Linked DNA regions of Gossypium arboreum: region 1 is linked to region 2. Evidence: chromatin contacts called from public Hi-C data. All regions are on one chromosome and are shown on one strand. The core of a region is the stretch at or near the end of the contact, and the rest is flanking DNA. Distances in the headings are between cores, read along the strand shown.

Region 1 (7,472 bases), core at 3,320-5,819, 39 kb before region 2:
CTATGCTCTAGCTTAATTAAATAGTAGTATAGAGTAGTAGAGTTGATCCCACAGGGACTGGGACTTCTAATTTTCTTGTTTACGTAACTAGGTTCCTAAGTCTAGGCAGTTGTCGTACCCATGATACGTACGTTGCAAGATGAAAAAATAAAAGGGGGATTTTAGTTGATAAATAAAATAAAAAAACAAATATAAAATAAAATTATAATAGTGCAAAATAAAATTAAGGAAATTAAATTAAATTGGTGAATCAAATATGTTAATGCTTAGCCTCGCTTCGGTACACTCCGGAATATTATTGATCCTTCCTTTTCTAAATGATAATTTAGTTATAGTGATCAAGGAGACCCCAACCGTCAACTTTTCCTTGTGTAGTTGGTTCCGGTATGACCTATAAACTAACCCTTACTGATTATCTAACCATGTAACATGCATCCGCAATTTAAGATCTCGGTTTAGTGGCATGCCATTAAGGGACCTTAGCGCGCTCTCCGATTATTAGCACATTAGTGCTCTCCGTTTAACACATTCGTGCTCTTTATATAGCACTTTAGTGCTCTCTGTTCAATAGTGCATAATAATGCACCTATGTAACGCCCTAAAAATTTGTATTTCGATTTTGTGGAATTGTGACATAATTGTGTATCTGCTTTAGTGGCTAAGTGTTCTGAGGGTGTTTGAGAGGTCCTAAGTTCAAGCCTTAGCTTTGGGAAATTTTGGTATTTTCCTAAATTAAGCCTTATGCTTGAGCAGTGGGCTTATATTAAATTATTGGTAGAATCATATTAGAATGGGCCTGCTGGTCTGGTGGTTAAGAGGAGTGTTAAGTTACTAGAGGTTATGTGTTCAAATCCCTGTGTGAGTGAGGGCAAATATTTTTGCTCGATGCCGTGTAGGTGTTTGAGTAAAATTGAAATTCTGATGGGAGTGGGATAGTGGAATTGGTGGGGGGGGGGGGGGGAGTTGAGATTCTGTGATTATCAGAAAATATTCTAATTATCTCTTTCCCAAAAACACAGTTTTCAGTTTTCCTTCTATTTTCCCCAATTTTTCCTATTCATTCTTTCTTTTTTTGACTCTTTGTCCAAAATTATCGCTGGTTTCCTTCCCCTTTGTGCTTCCATTCCTTCTCTATTTCGGGACCTCTATTGCTCAAATCAATTAAACACGCTACTACAGTAAGTTTCCTCGTCTTTGCCATCGTGGACTGATAACAATTGTTAGTAATGTGTTTCTTCTTCTGTTAATGGCTTAGGAGGAGGTGGTGGGTAGTAAATCACGTATCTCGTATTTTAGCATCATTTAACGAAGGGTATCGTAAGACGTAAGATGATTTTTTTTTCATTCTTAGTTGTCGAATTTGCTTGTAAATCCATAAATTGATGTGGGGTATCTTGATTTTAGGCCTTGGAGTGCTCGAGAGTGTTTTTGCAGCGAATTGACACTAGGTGTGTACCCAAAACGCAGAAAATGGGATTTGATAAAAAGTCGAAAAAACATTCTGTCAATGCCACACGGGTGTATGGTCGCCCGTGTGGTAGGCCGTATGATGAAACACGGGCGTATGATCAAGGAGCCAGGCCGTGTGTGTATGATACGGTAGTATGATGACCAAATAGGTCGTATGCGACACACGGGCTAGACTGACTTGGGTGGTGTGGGCCACACGGATACTCTACAGGGGCGTGTGGAATTTCGGGCCAGGCCGTGTAATCCACACGGCCAAAGCCAATTTAAGCCGTGCGGGCCGCACGGGCGTGTGGGCCCACATGGGCAAGCCACAAGAGCGTGTGAGCCTATTTTTGTAAAATATTCTGTAAGGTTGCACGGGTCGCCCAAGTCTACTATAGACCTACTGTAGGGTCTGTAAGCTTTACTTAGACCCCTAATTATGTGATCTGATTGTATGGTATCTGGCTGAGCACGTTATTTGTACTGAACTGAATGTATGTTCTGTTATTCGCATATTTGCATGTCATTTATGGTATGTTGCATTGCATCAGGGTGAGTTGATAATATTTGGAGGAAGAATCTAAAAGGTTTTTAAGCCTGTTATCTGGCAATTCAGCTGTAAACTTCTGATTATGTGCCACATTTCGGTACAGCATAGTGTGTAGGGTTGGGTGGGTTGATTTAATCCTTACATAGTGTGTAGGGCTAGACGGAGATGGTGTGTAAAGGCTGGTGGGTAGGATTCTGATTTACTGTAATTGCATTCTGTATCTGATATGGGCCAAGGCCCTAATATAATTGTAAAATTGTATCTGATTGGGCAAATGCCCAAATCGAATCTATAATGGGCTCAGGCCCAACCTATGTTTGACTGTAATCTGGTGTGTTTTGTATGCATGTTTTCTGTGGGGATTACACACTAAGTTTGCGAAAACTCAGCCTTTTCTGTTTAATATGTACAAGTAATCCCTAGACTTGACAGATCCGCGCAACGGAGGACTTAACGGTGGCCACACGTAAATTTTAGTCTATTCTCGTAAATTTTTAGATTTTATGACTTATTTGGGGTTTGATGTAAATTTTAGGACTTTGGACTGTTCTGGATTTTTACTTTGGATTCTTAACTGCTTTATGGTTTTAGAACGGCTAAATGGTAAAAACTCGATTTTGCTAAAACAAAGGTTTCTTTCAACACGAACAGTTTTCCAAAAATAAACGTTTCTAAAAGCTTCCACTAAAAAGATATGATTTTAGATATAATGAAGAATATGCGTTTTACTTTGAATTAAGATAAAGCTAATTAACTGGAACGATTTAACTCGACAAACTCATTTTCAACTTCTACTTCATGTGACATCGCCAAATTCGACCATAATGTTTAGGTAGGGTTTGGGGTGTTACAACCTCTGTATTTGTTTCGTATATCCGGTGTGTTCCATAAAGTTTACTTTGGACTAAGAATATGAGTTGTGAACAAAAGTGAATCACCAATGTGTTAAAGTAAGTTTAATAACTTACAAAAAGGTAAGTTAATTTTTATTAAAGTAAGGCATAACTGAAGAAACTTATATGTGTGTAAATATGTATTAATTGAATAAGTTTAAAATATTTTGTTACGATTCATTTACCTATTTATTCTTGTAGTGCTTATTAAGCCTTCACCGGCTTACCACGTTTATTTTAATGCGTAGATACAGTTGGACTCGAAGAGGTAGAGTCGGGTTAGGAGATCTCTCATCTCATCACATCCTCAAGAGCTTTAAGAGTAGGTACCATATTTTTAATTAAAATGGCATGTACATAGGTAGACCAAATGTGTTTCCATGTGTTAGGGACTAAAATGAAAACTCTTGAAATTCTATCTATTTTGGGTTACTTGAAGTGTTTTGGTCTATGTGAAATGAATTAGTGAAACTATAAGTATATTTGCAAATGTGGTCTGGTAAGTTAAAACACTATGTACAAATGTTTAAATTAAACAGAATCTAGCTAAAAATAGTTTGTAAAATTGAAAATGTTAAAAACAATGGTTTTTTACTTTAAATGAATTAATTCTAGTTCAAACTTATATAAATGTAAAAAAATATTCTTTTTTTCAATAGTTTTCAAATATTAAATTTGGTACTCTGATTCAAATCTGGATAAATATAATTTTTAGATTTTATTTCTAAAATTCGTATTATAAAAAAATAAGTACCAAAGACATTTTCATGTTTTTATTATTAGAAAAATATTTTTATTTAAAAAGGTTTTTTAATTTTTTAAAAAATAAAAACAAAAGAATATTTTCAAGAATGGAAATGTCAGCGAAAATTTTGATCTCATCCAATGATCGAGAAGATAGTGGAGAGGACTCCAATGAAGATCATATCACAAAGAAAGTTCATTTCAAAAAAACAACCAAGGATGCTATTGAAAACATAGTGGTAGATCTGAGTCCGAAGGTCGTGGTCTCTTGGTCTGGTATTATCAATGAAGAGGACTTGGTCTTTGTTGAGGGCGATATTTTAAGATCCAATGTCAATGGGATTTCAACTATCGATTTTTCTGAACATATCAAGAAATGGCTTGTTAAAAACATGGAAACCACTATTGTTGTGAAGCTGTTGGGATGAAACATAAGTTATGGGGTTTTACATAATCGGATATCCAATTTGTGGGGGCCCTCTCAACCTTTTCAACTTATGGATGCCAAAAATGGGTATTACTTGATTAGGTTTCAAAGTAAAGTCGACTACGATATGGTGTTGACTCGAGGGCCATGGGTTGTTTTTGGCCATTACCTTACTGTTCAACCGTGGACGGTTGATTTCATCCCATCGAAGCCATTTCCAAACATGGTTTTGGCGTGGATCTATTTTTCGAGTATACCAGGCTTCCTCTACAAATGACAAGTTTTAGAAGAAATTGGTAGCTTGATAAGCAAAGCAGTTCGCTTGGATATTAAAATGGACAGTGGTACAACAGGACAGTTCGCAAGGATGGCTGCCTTTGTCGATTTGGAGAAGCCACTTGTCTCACAGATCCTTGCCAATGGAAAACTTGAAAGGGTTGAGATTGAGTCTTTGCTAGCCATTTACTTCTCTTATAGTTGTTATGGTCACCTTAACGATGCCAGCCTTTATAATGGCCCAGATCTGAACTCCACTGCTGGTAAGGAATAGGTTTTTAGTCCAGTCGTCGGTGAATTTGTTCCGGTAGAGATAGGTGATTCTTTTGGCCCCTAGATGATTGTGGAACAGAAATCGTGCTGAAACTGAAAAGAGATTCAAAATCAGAAGCTGAAAATCTCGAATAAGGAATCAGGCAAATCTCGTTTTAATACTTTAAACACGTTGGATAATGTGGCTACCGATTTTAGTGATAAATATCAAGGGTTTGAAGAGATAGTTTTACATAAAGGAAAGTTTTTAAATAACCTAGGTGTTAAGACTGTAGAGCTAATTTTGGTTTGTCTAATGGAAAAAATAAAAGAGACCGACAAATGGACCAATCAAGCGGCGTGGGGTTCAAAGGGTCAAAGTCGCAATTGTCAGTTGGTAACATCAAGCTTGCTATAGGATTCGATTTTCATAAGCAAATTAATTCAGCGGAGCTTTTACAGGTTTTTACTAGGTCAAAAAAGATTGTAAGTGATCGGGGCACACTTGACCTAGCACCTCTCTTAGACGACAACAATTCGGAGGGGATGATGCTTTCAAAATAGGCTAATAACAGTAAGATTGTTTCGAAAATCCATGATTAAAATTCTAGTAAGTATTTAATTCATTTCAATCTTATTTATGAAGGCCTAATTGAATTTATGGTAGGTTTGAATTCAAAATCCCTTGACCCCAATAAGTGTTCTGTCTTACTTTTAGGGAAAATTCAAACCCTTGTTCTTTTAATTTTTCAAAGGCAAAAGAGTTGTTGGTTTGTAAATTTCCTCTTTCAAGTAATAGAAGTAATGACCCTAGGGGGGCAAGGAAAAAATGTTCAATGAGGGAAGACCCTCAGCAAAACCATCTGTAACCAAGGGGATGTTTTAAAGTAGCGAGAAACTCTCATATTCCTCTCCCAAAAGCCATGTCTGCCTTAGCTACGATTATTAACTCTCAAACTGTAGTTGAAATTGATAAGTTTGATAAATGTCATGATGGTCATATTAGTGGTGTTAAGCTTGAAGAGATTTCCTAGGAGGTTTTCTTTCTTACCCTTTTTTTATTTATTTATGAATTTTACAATTTTCTATTAGAATTGTCAGGGTTGTGCTAGTTCCGACGTCCCCCGCTTTTTCCATGAGTATAACAATGAACACGTTGAGGCAATCAGTCTTTTTGGTGGCATCTAGATTGGATGGAGAAACTCGCTTGGTGTAGAGGTTCTCAAAAAATCATCATTAATTCCTAATAGTCTGAAATGAAAACATCTTTAGAAAGCCCTTAAAAAGTTTAATCTAAGAGATAGGATCTCGTGGTTGGCAATTTGTGAGTTTAATGCCATTCTTTCTTCCAATGAAAAAAAATAGGGGAAACCTTAGGGAGAAGGTGCCTTTTTTTTTTTGAAAGTTCATAGACTAGTTTGAACTGCTTGATTTGGGTTTTCAAGGCTTGTAATTTATATGGCAAAGAGGTGAAGTGTTTGAGAGGTTGGATAAGGTCATTTGTAATATTCCTTGGAATTCAGATTTCCCTCATTGCACAGTAACTCACTTGCCTAAATTAAAATTTGATCACCATCTTCTTCGAGTGGATCTTCTGTCTAATTTTTATTCTACTGAGTGTCCTTTTAGATTTCTTACGGGATGAGTTGAACACCCAGCATTTAAAGATGCAATCTAATTTTACAAACAAAGTAAAAATTTGGAATCAGGATGTGTATGGTCACATTACTTCTCGTAAGAATCACTTAATTCACAAGCTTAATAACATTCAGTCTGCGCTTGATAATTCTAATTCACTATTTCTACATCAGTTGGAAATGGAAATCAAAGAAGAGTTGGATAATGTCTTACATCATGAGTAGCTTTTGTGGCTTCAAAAAGTAAGGTGTGATTGGTTGATTTTAGGGGATCACAACACTAAATTTTTCCATATTCGTACATTGCAAAGAAGAAAGAAGAACAGAATTGTAACCTTAAAAAATGACTTAGGGGAATGGATTTTGGATGAGGATAGGTTGAAGACAAATACAATTAATTTTTATGGAAATCTCTATGGGGAATATCCAGGGTTGATGCCTGTTTTACCACCTACTGCCTTCCCGCCTTAAGGATTCTGATTTTTTTTTGAATAAATTGTTATTTGATGAGGAAATTAAGTCTGCACTCTTTGATATGGCTTCTTTAAAGCCTCCAAACAGTGATGGGTATCACGCTTTGCTCTATCAAAACCAATGCGATCATGTTGGAGCTTTTTTTTGTAATTGGGTTAGAAAAGTTTTCCCTGGGGATAACATTGATCTTGTTCTTAATAATTCACTTTTTTTCCTCATCGCCAAATAGTAGAGCCCAGAATGTTTCTCTTATTTTTGCCCAATCAGCCTTTGCTCTGTTCTCTACAAGCTGGTCATGAAGATTATCTCAAACCAGTTTAAAATTGTCTTTCCACGGATAATTGGCCCTAAACAGGCTAATTTTGTAGTTGGCAGAAACATCACGAATAATGTTATTATTGTGTAAAAAGTCATTTATTCCATAAAAAGCAAATACAAGAACAAGAGATAGATGGCTATTAAAATTGACTTAGAGAATGCATATGACAGAGTCCACTGGGATTTCATAGAAACATCTTTTCAGGCTGCAGGTATTCCTCCATTTCTCCTTAATGTTATTATGTCAGCTATCACAACTTCTACCATACAGGTTTTGTGGAATGGGGTTCCAACCCAAAAATCTTGTCCGGCTAGAGGAGTTCGCCAAGGATGTCTGTTATCCTTTTATATTTTCATCTTGTGCATGTAATGGCTAGGTCATAACATTCACTCAGCCATAAATGCAGGCAATTGGTCCCCTATTCGATTGGCTCGTACTAGTCCATTTT
Region 2 (7,514 bases), core at 2,399-4,898:
TATAATATATTTATTTATAAAATTTATGGCAAAAAGTATAAGCATAACTTATTTATGTGCTCATGCTATATATTATAAAAATAATATATTTATTCATAAAAAATATTATAATTTTATCATAACTTATTTATAAAAATAAATTTAAAAACTTTGGCAAAAAATTACATTATTTATGAAAAGTGTTATGAAAGTTATTGGACAATTTATAAATGTTATATATTATAAATTTTATATTATTTTTAATTAATTTATGTATTATAAAAGGAATATAATCTAATATAAGTCTTTCTCCAAATTAAGTTTATATAAACTTTTAAAATTTAAGCTACAAACTATTTGTATCATGAACTCAAATATTATAAAGTCGATGCTAATTATACAAATATATAAAGTTTTCTTACACCATATCATACACTACAACCATTGACATTTTCACTGGCGATATAATTGTGACAATAAAAATGTCATCACAAATAGTTAATTATTTGTGTGCATGTGACACCAATAAAGTAAGTAAATGTGATTTACTAATATTTTGTCACTATTATGACAATAGTTATGATAATTTAAATTATATCACAAGTAAATCATTGCTATAGGTGTATAATTGTTACCAAATCTATTGATCACCACCAACTCATCACTATTTTAAATGTTAAAAATTGACGCCAAGTTCTTTTTTCCCGAGAAATGATATGATAGTGACAATATATCTAGTAGTCACTCCCATTAATCATTTTTGTGACGATAATTTTTTTGTCACTATAAAATTTACTTTTTGCAATGATGTAATTGTAATGGTTTAAATTACATCACAAGTAAATAGTCACTTTAAGTGTATAACAGTTACCGAATCCATTAGCCACTACTAATTACTCACTAATAAAATGCTAAAATTTGATGTCAATTTCTTTTTCTCAGGAAATAATGTAATAGTGACAACATATCTAGTAGTCATTATTATTAATCATTACTGTGACTATAAATTTTAACTTTTTTTAACGATATAATTGTGACAGTTTAAACCACATCCCAAGTAAATTGACTATTAATGTATAATTATGACATTAAAAATGTTTATGTGGATTTTTTTTCTTAAAAACACATATTTGAACTCGTCATAATAAAATAATTTTTTGCTAGAATAGTGTTTTTAAGAAAAAATAGTGTTAACATTGTAATTGAAACAGTTAGCAATATAGGGACCAAAATTGAAATTTGATCGTTGTCTTATAATGTCAAAAAAGGCAAGACAAACTCAAAGTAAGTGTCAATGTCTAGGACCCTTAAGGCATTTAAATAATATATAATCAATCACGTAACATTTTAATCAATATGTTAACAATATTAATTATTTGAACTAAATAATAACATTATATAAATATAGAGACCAAATTATAAAAGAAATTAAAGTATAAAGATTAAATCTGATTTAAACATATAATAGAGGACTAAAACTAAAATTTAACATTTTCCTATAATTTAAAGAGATGAGAGAGAGAGAGAAAATCATATACATGTAGAGATGTGCATGGGTAGGGCTACCCGGCCCGGCCCAAAGGCCCACCCGAAAAATGAGAGGGTTCGGGTAAAAATATAAGCCCGAAATATGGGTTTCGACAAAAAAAAGCCGTTTAGAAAAGCGGGCGGACCTCAGTAAACCTTTTTGGCCCAAATGTCTTAATTATATACTAAATATATATTTTTTATTTTTAATTATATTTACATTTTATTTTCAATTTTAATATAACTACTTTTTATTATATTTTCAATTTGTGTATTGGTTTAAGAATTGTTTGTCTCATTTTTTATTTGTTTCTTGTTTTAATATTTTATTTTTATGTTTTTAAATATATTTAATTTATTATATTTTAAAATTTTTTATTTAATAAAATAATTTTTTATTTAATGAAATAATCTAAAAAATTAATATGGGTCAGGCCAGGCCGAGCTCGGGCTTAACAATTTTATTTCGAGTTTGGCTTAGATAAATTTTTAGGCCCATATTTCGGGCCGAGCCTAGAAAACGGGCCTAAAATTTTGCCTCAGCCCGACCCGGCCCGGCCCATACACACCTCTATATACATGTCAATAGAAAGAATGCTTGATGGCCTTCATTTTATATATACTAGTACGGTTCCACCCACAGTCCACATTGAGTTAATTTTTTGAGGCTAAATTATAAAGTAATGATTTTAATGTTATAATATGCTTTAAATTCTTGTACTTTTGTATATTTGGAATATAGTCTTCATATTTTTATTTTTAAGAATTTAGCCCATTCACTATTCAATTTTAAAATTCAGGCTTAATTGTTAACATATTTCCCCACTTTGTTTCAAGTGAACATATAATTAGTTATACCAATTAAATTAAATTAAATTAAAAAATCATTTTTAAAAATCAAAATTTTGTTAAATCAAATGATCAACAATTGCGCTAAGCATAGATTGTTCTAGATCAAACTATAGTTATGTTTAAATTTCACATCATCATTTTAATTGCAATAGTTAAGAATGTTAATTATCTAGACTAATTAATATCATTGTAAAAATAGAGGACCAAATTATGTCAAATTAAAATATGAAAATTAAATTCCAAATGTGAGCATAATAGAGTTTGAAACTTCAATTTTACCATTATCTTATAATGACTAAAAAATTAAAAAAGGAATCATGTCATTAGTTAGTCCAAATAATTAGTATTATTAATAGTTTCAGAGAAGACCATGATTTAAAAATAAAAATTTATTTAAACTCATCATGCCAAAAATAATATTTTTTAATTCAACATAAAAATTTTATCTGAGTAAATCAACAATATTAATTATTTTGACTAATTAATAACATTATAAATATAGGGATCAAATTATGTTAGATATTAAAATATTAAAATTAAATCTTAAATTTAAACATAATAGAGGATCAAAATTAAATTTAACCATTTTCTTATAATGTAAAAAATAGTGTCGATATATCAAATTATAGAAATTAAATATCAAATTTCAACACAAACCAAAACTAAATTAAACCTTAGAAAACTACATAATCAAAATTAAAATCCAACCATTATAAGAGATAATGTAAAAGAAAATGAAAACAACTAATGGTAAACATGATTAGAGGTGCTCATAGGCCGGGCCAAGCTCAACTAAAATTTTAGGCCTATTTACTAGGGCCCGACTCAAAAAATAAGCCTAAAATTTTACCCAAACACGACCCGAATAAAAATATTAAAACTCAGGCCCAACTCGCCCGTATTAATTTTTTTATATAATTTTTAAATATATATAACACATCAAAAATACTAAAAACATTAAAATAAATATTTTTTGACAAATTGTAAATAAACTTTTTAAAAAATATGTATACTAAGATAGGAAAGTCTGCTACCCTAACACCTCACTACCTGCTCTCTCTGGCACATGTTTAGATTGTTGCTTTTCTATCTTCGATTTCTTGGTGGTGTTTGTCGCAGCAGTTTCTTGGTGTCTAGGTTCTCAAAAAGGGTTTTGGTAAGTCGTTGGGGTGGTGTTGATTTTGATCATGGAAACAGAATTGGCTGGTTTGACACTTGACTACGAAGAAGACGAGAACTTACAGGCACAAAGGGATTAGAATTTGGGAAAATATGAGCTTGAATTTTGTTTGGTGGGTGTTTCTTGATGGCTAGTGTTATTCATTTTCCGACGATGCAGAGCACAATGACAAATCTATGGCATCCGATAAAAAGGGTTCAGATATCAAATCTGAAGGAGAGAAGGTTCTTGTTTTAGTTTTTTCACATTATGGATATGGAAAAGGTACTTAAGGGTTCACCATGGACTTTTAATAACCACTTACTGATGTTGCACACGTTGAGGTTGGGTGAGGATCCCTTAAAAGTACCACTAATTCTGGAAAAAATTATGGTACAGATCCATGACGTATCTTCGGGTTTTTTCTCAGAAGTTTTGACAAAACAATCAAGGGGCTTTCTTGGGAAGTTTTTGGAGTATGATGGGGTAAATTTGGGGAAGGGTTTTCGAAATTATTTACGGGTGAAGGTGCAATTGGATGTGCGACGCACTTTAAAGAGAAAGAAATAGGTTATGTTTTCGGGAAATTGTTTGTATATCAGCTTCAAATATGAACGGTTAACATTGTTTTATTTCTAATGTAGTTGTATGGGTTATAGTGATTCTTTTTGTGAGGGGAAAATGATGTTAGGAGTGGAGGTATTTAAAATGGGATGGGATTTATTGTTGAGAGCTCAGTCTAGGTGAGCGTTGGTGATGAATAGTGTCTGGTTGCGTGAGGGGGGAAGGGGTGGAGAAAGAGAGTTTCCATGTTAATCGGGATTCAAAAAGAAGGATTTGGGATAAGAAAAAAAGAACCAGTTTTGGGCTCAATGTTGATCCTACGCTAGGCATTAATTTGGAAAGGAATTTGATATCTGCACCTAGGGTGGGAGGAAATTCGTCAAAAGGCCAAGACCAGTCGGAAATGAACTATGACTCGAAAGAAGGTGTACTGGTAGGAGGAGATGGCAAAAAGAGGCCTAAAAGGGAGGGTGAGACTTTTACGACAAGAGAGGAGCTGGAAATTCTAGTAGTGAGGAATATGATAGTGTTGGAAAGAAACCTTTTATTATCGACGGCTGTCAAAAGGCAAGCTGATCGGTTATAATGAAAATATTAAGCTGGAACGTCAGTGGTTAGGGGAATCCACGGGCTATGCGACGATTTTGGCACACGCTAAAGACATACAATCCCCAGATGGTCTTATTTATGGAGACTAAAATTGACAAGACATAGATGGATAAAGTTCATAGGAGATATGGTTTTATAAATGGTATTAACGTTGCTGCTAATGGTTTAAGAGGGGGGATGTGTTTGGCTTGGAAAAGTGATGTTTCAGTTACACTTCGGAGTTTTTCTGTTAGGCATATTGATGTGTATCTACTTGAAACTGATGAAGGGAAGCAGTAGAGATACACAAGGTTTTATTGAACCCCATACGTGCAAAATAGGAATGAGTCATTGGGACTTTTGAAGAATCTCAATTGCGATAATAGCCTCTCTTGGTTAGTTTGTGGTGATTTCAATGAAATCATGTACTCTTTTGAAAAGAAGGGAGGATTGACCAAAGATGAAAGGAGAACGGTGTTAAAAATAGTGCATCTCAGTAGTTTATGTTCACTTTGTTGTTCATGTTTCTATTTTTCTTGGTCAAGTACTTTGTTCCTAAAATCTAGGAATAAGTTGCTTAGTTAAAGTCAATAACGTACCTTATTGCTTCCTTAATTTTCTGGAATAGTTAGAGTTTTTTTAGGAACACTTTGTTACATTCTTTATGTATTTAAACCCTTTGCAGCATGTTAATAAATAATCAAGTTTTTCTCAGCTATTTCTCTTGTTAACTACAAATTGCTTGCATCCCTGTTTTGTTTCATGGTATATGTGCCAGGTTGAAAAGAAAAAAAACTGTTACTTTGTTTTTTTGTCTCTTTGTCTATCAAGTCAACTGTTTTGTCTTGTTGGAAGAGATTCGAAGCTGAAAGCGGAGATGGAGTTAGCAAATGGGGGAAATAGTTCTAACACTCAGTATGGTGTTGAGAGACTTGTAGGGACGAACTACAAGTATTGGAGGATGTGTATGGAGGCATTTCTTCAAGGCCAGGATCTTTGGGATCTGGTTACAGGAGTAGATGCAGAAATTCCTGCAGACACTCATGAGAATGTTGAAGTCCGGAGGAAATGGAAGATTAAATACGGAAAAACGCTCTTTGCATTGAGAACTTCCATTAGTAAGGAGTTCATTGATCATGTTCGTGGCGTTAATTCACCAAAATAATTATGGAAAACTCTTGAGCGATTGTTTTCTAAAAAGAACACAGCTCGTTTGCAATTTTTGGAGAATGATCTTGCATCCTTAACTCAAGGTAATATGTCTATTTCTGAATATTTCTTGAGAGTTAAAAGCATTTGTTCTGAAATTTCAGAATTAGATGTTGAGGAGAAAATCAGTGAAGTAAGAATACGACGATTTCTAATTCGAGGATTGAAGAAGGAGTATATTCCTTTTGTTACTTCTATTCAAGGTTGGGTGAATCAACCTTCAGTTGAAGAATTAAAGAGTCTACTTTCCAATCAGGAGGCGTTGGCGAAGCAGATGGCGAAGAGTCATGATCCCGAAGCTATTCTCTTTTCAAAAGGGAAGTATTACAAGAAAAACACATGGCAAAAGAGCAACAAAGAAGAAACAGATAAAGGAAAGGCTACTGTCGGTTATAATCAAAATGCTATCAAGTGCTATAGATGTGGTACACTTGGGCATATAAAGAAAAACTGCAGGGTAAAGCTCTCTAAAGTTAATATTGCAAGTGAAAAAGATAACGATGATCGAATAAATTGGGAGCAATGCTTCACTGTAGAAGCAAGTGAAGGGTCAACTCAAATGCAGACTCTTACCAATATTGCAAAATATGAAGAGGAATGGATTATAGATTCAGGTTGTTTTCATCATGTCACTGGAAATGATTTACTTTTTTTAGAGTTGCGTCAACACAAACAAGATCGTGTCATTGTTACGGCTGATGATTCAACTTATCCTGTGGCAAAAGAGGGTGATGTGCAGATTGGCATAGATGCTAGAAGTTCAGTCAAATTGAGCGATGTTTTCCATGTTCCAGGTTTGAAAAGAAATTTAGTTTCCGTTGCTCAAATTACCGATTCTGGGAAATATGTATTATTTAGGCCTAAAAATGTAAAAATTCTCGACAACATGAAAAACATCTCTGCTGATATTCTTACCACTAGAGAAAAGAAAGGTTCTTTGTATGTCTTATCAGCAGGAGAAGCTTACGTGAAGAAAACAAGCCAAACTAATAGTACAAAAATTTGGCATGCTCGGTTGGGTCACTTAGGTTACTAACTACTGCAACAGATCTCTTCCAAGAAGTTGTTAGATGGCATACCAGTGCTGCGTGATGTTCGTGAATATGTAATTTTTCAAGGGTGTCAATTTGGCAAATCGCATCTTCTTCCTTTCATGGAATCCTCAAATCGTAGGACAACTATGTTTGAATTGGTTCATACTGACTTAAAGGGACCAGTAAACACTCCTAGCTACAGTGGATATCGTTATGCCATGGTGCTAATAGACGATTATTCGAGATACACCTGTCTGAAATTCTTGAAGGAGAAAAGTGAAGCACTTTCAAAATTTGTTGAATTCAAAAATGGTGTAGAGAATGAATTTGGGAAGAAAATTAAATATCTACGGAGTGACAACGGGGGTGAATATATGTCCGATGATTTTTCTCAGTTTTGCAGGGATAATGGCATTCTACGACAAATGACATGTCCAAAAACTCCTCAGCAAAATGGTGTTGCTGAAAAGAAATTGGCTCATCTTGATTCAATGAGCCTTTCATGGCTGCATGATAAAAATCTACCTCGAGAGCTTTGGGCCGAAGCTTTTCAATGTGTATGCCATGTCATAAATCGTCTACCTCCATGGCCAGGTAAGGAA

Evidence for each region. Hi-C and Micro-C count contacts between places; a contact is called where the count stands out from the background.
Region 1: a Hi-C map of leaf shows a contact between it and region 2, with 2.0 times the contacts expected there. The contact joins two enhancer-like sites. A contact is called at or near these places in 2 of 5 Hi-C or Micro-C datasets (both in leaf).

The regions. Positions count from the first base shown.
Region 1 is chr7:89,106,953-89,114,424 of ASM2569848v2, reverse strand. No RefSeq gene overlaps it. Among protein-coding and RNA genes, the nearest start is that of LOC108482873, 5.4 kb to the left of the region's middle. Within about 2 kb of position 4,569, at least 2 of the 2 cell types and tissues checked have an H3K27ac peak or open chromatin away from gene starts, as enhancers often do. A contact at or near this core is called in leaf, where this site is marked.
Region 2 is chr7:89,067,140-89,074,653 of ASM2569848v2, reverse strand. No RefSeq gene overlaps it. Among protein-coding and RNA genes, the nearest start is that of LOC128295266, 13 kb to the left of the region's middle. Within about 2 kb of position 3,648, at least 2 of the 2 cell types and tissues checked have an H3K27ac peak or open chromatin away from gene starts, as enhancers often do. A contact at or near this core is called in leaf, where this site is marked.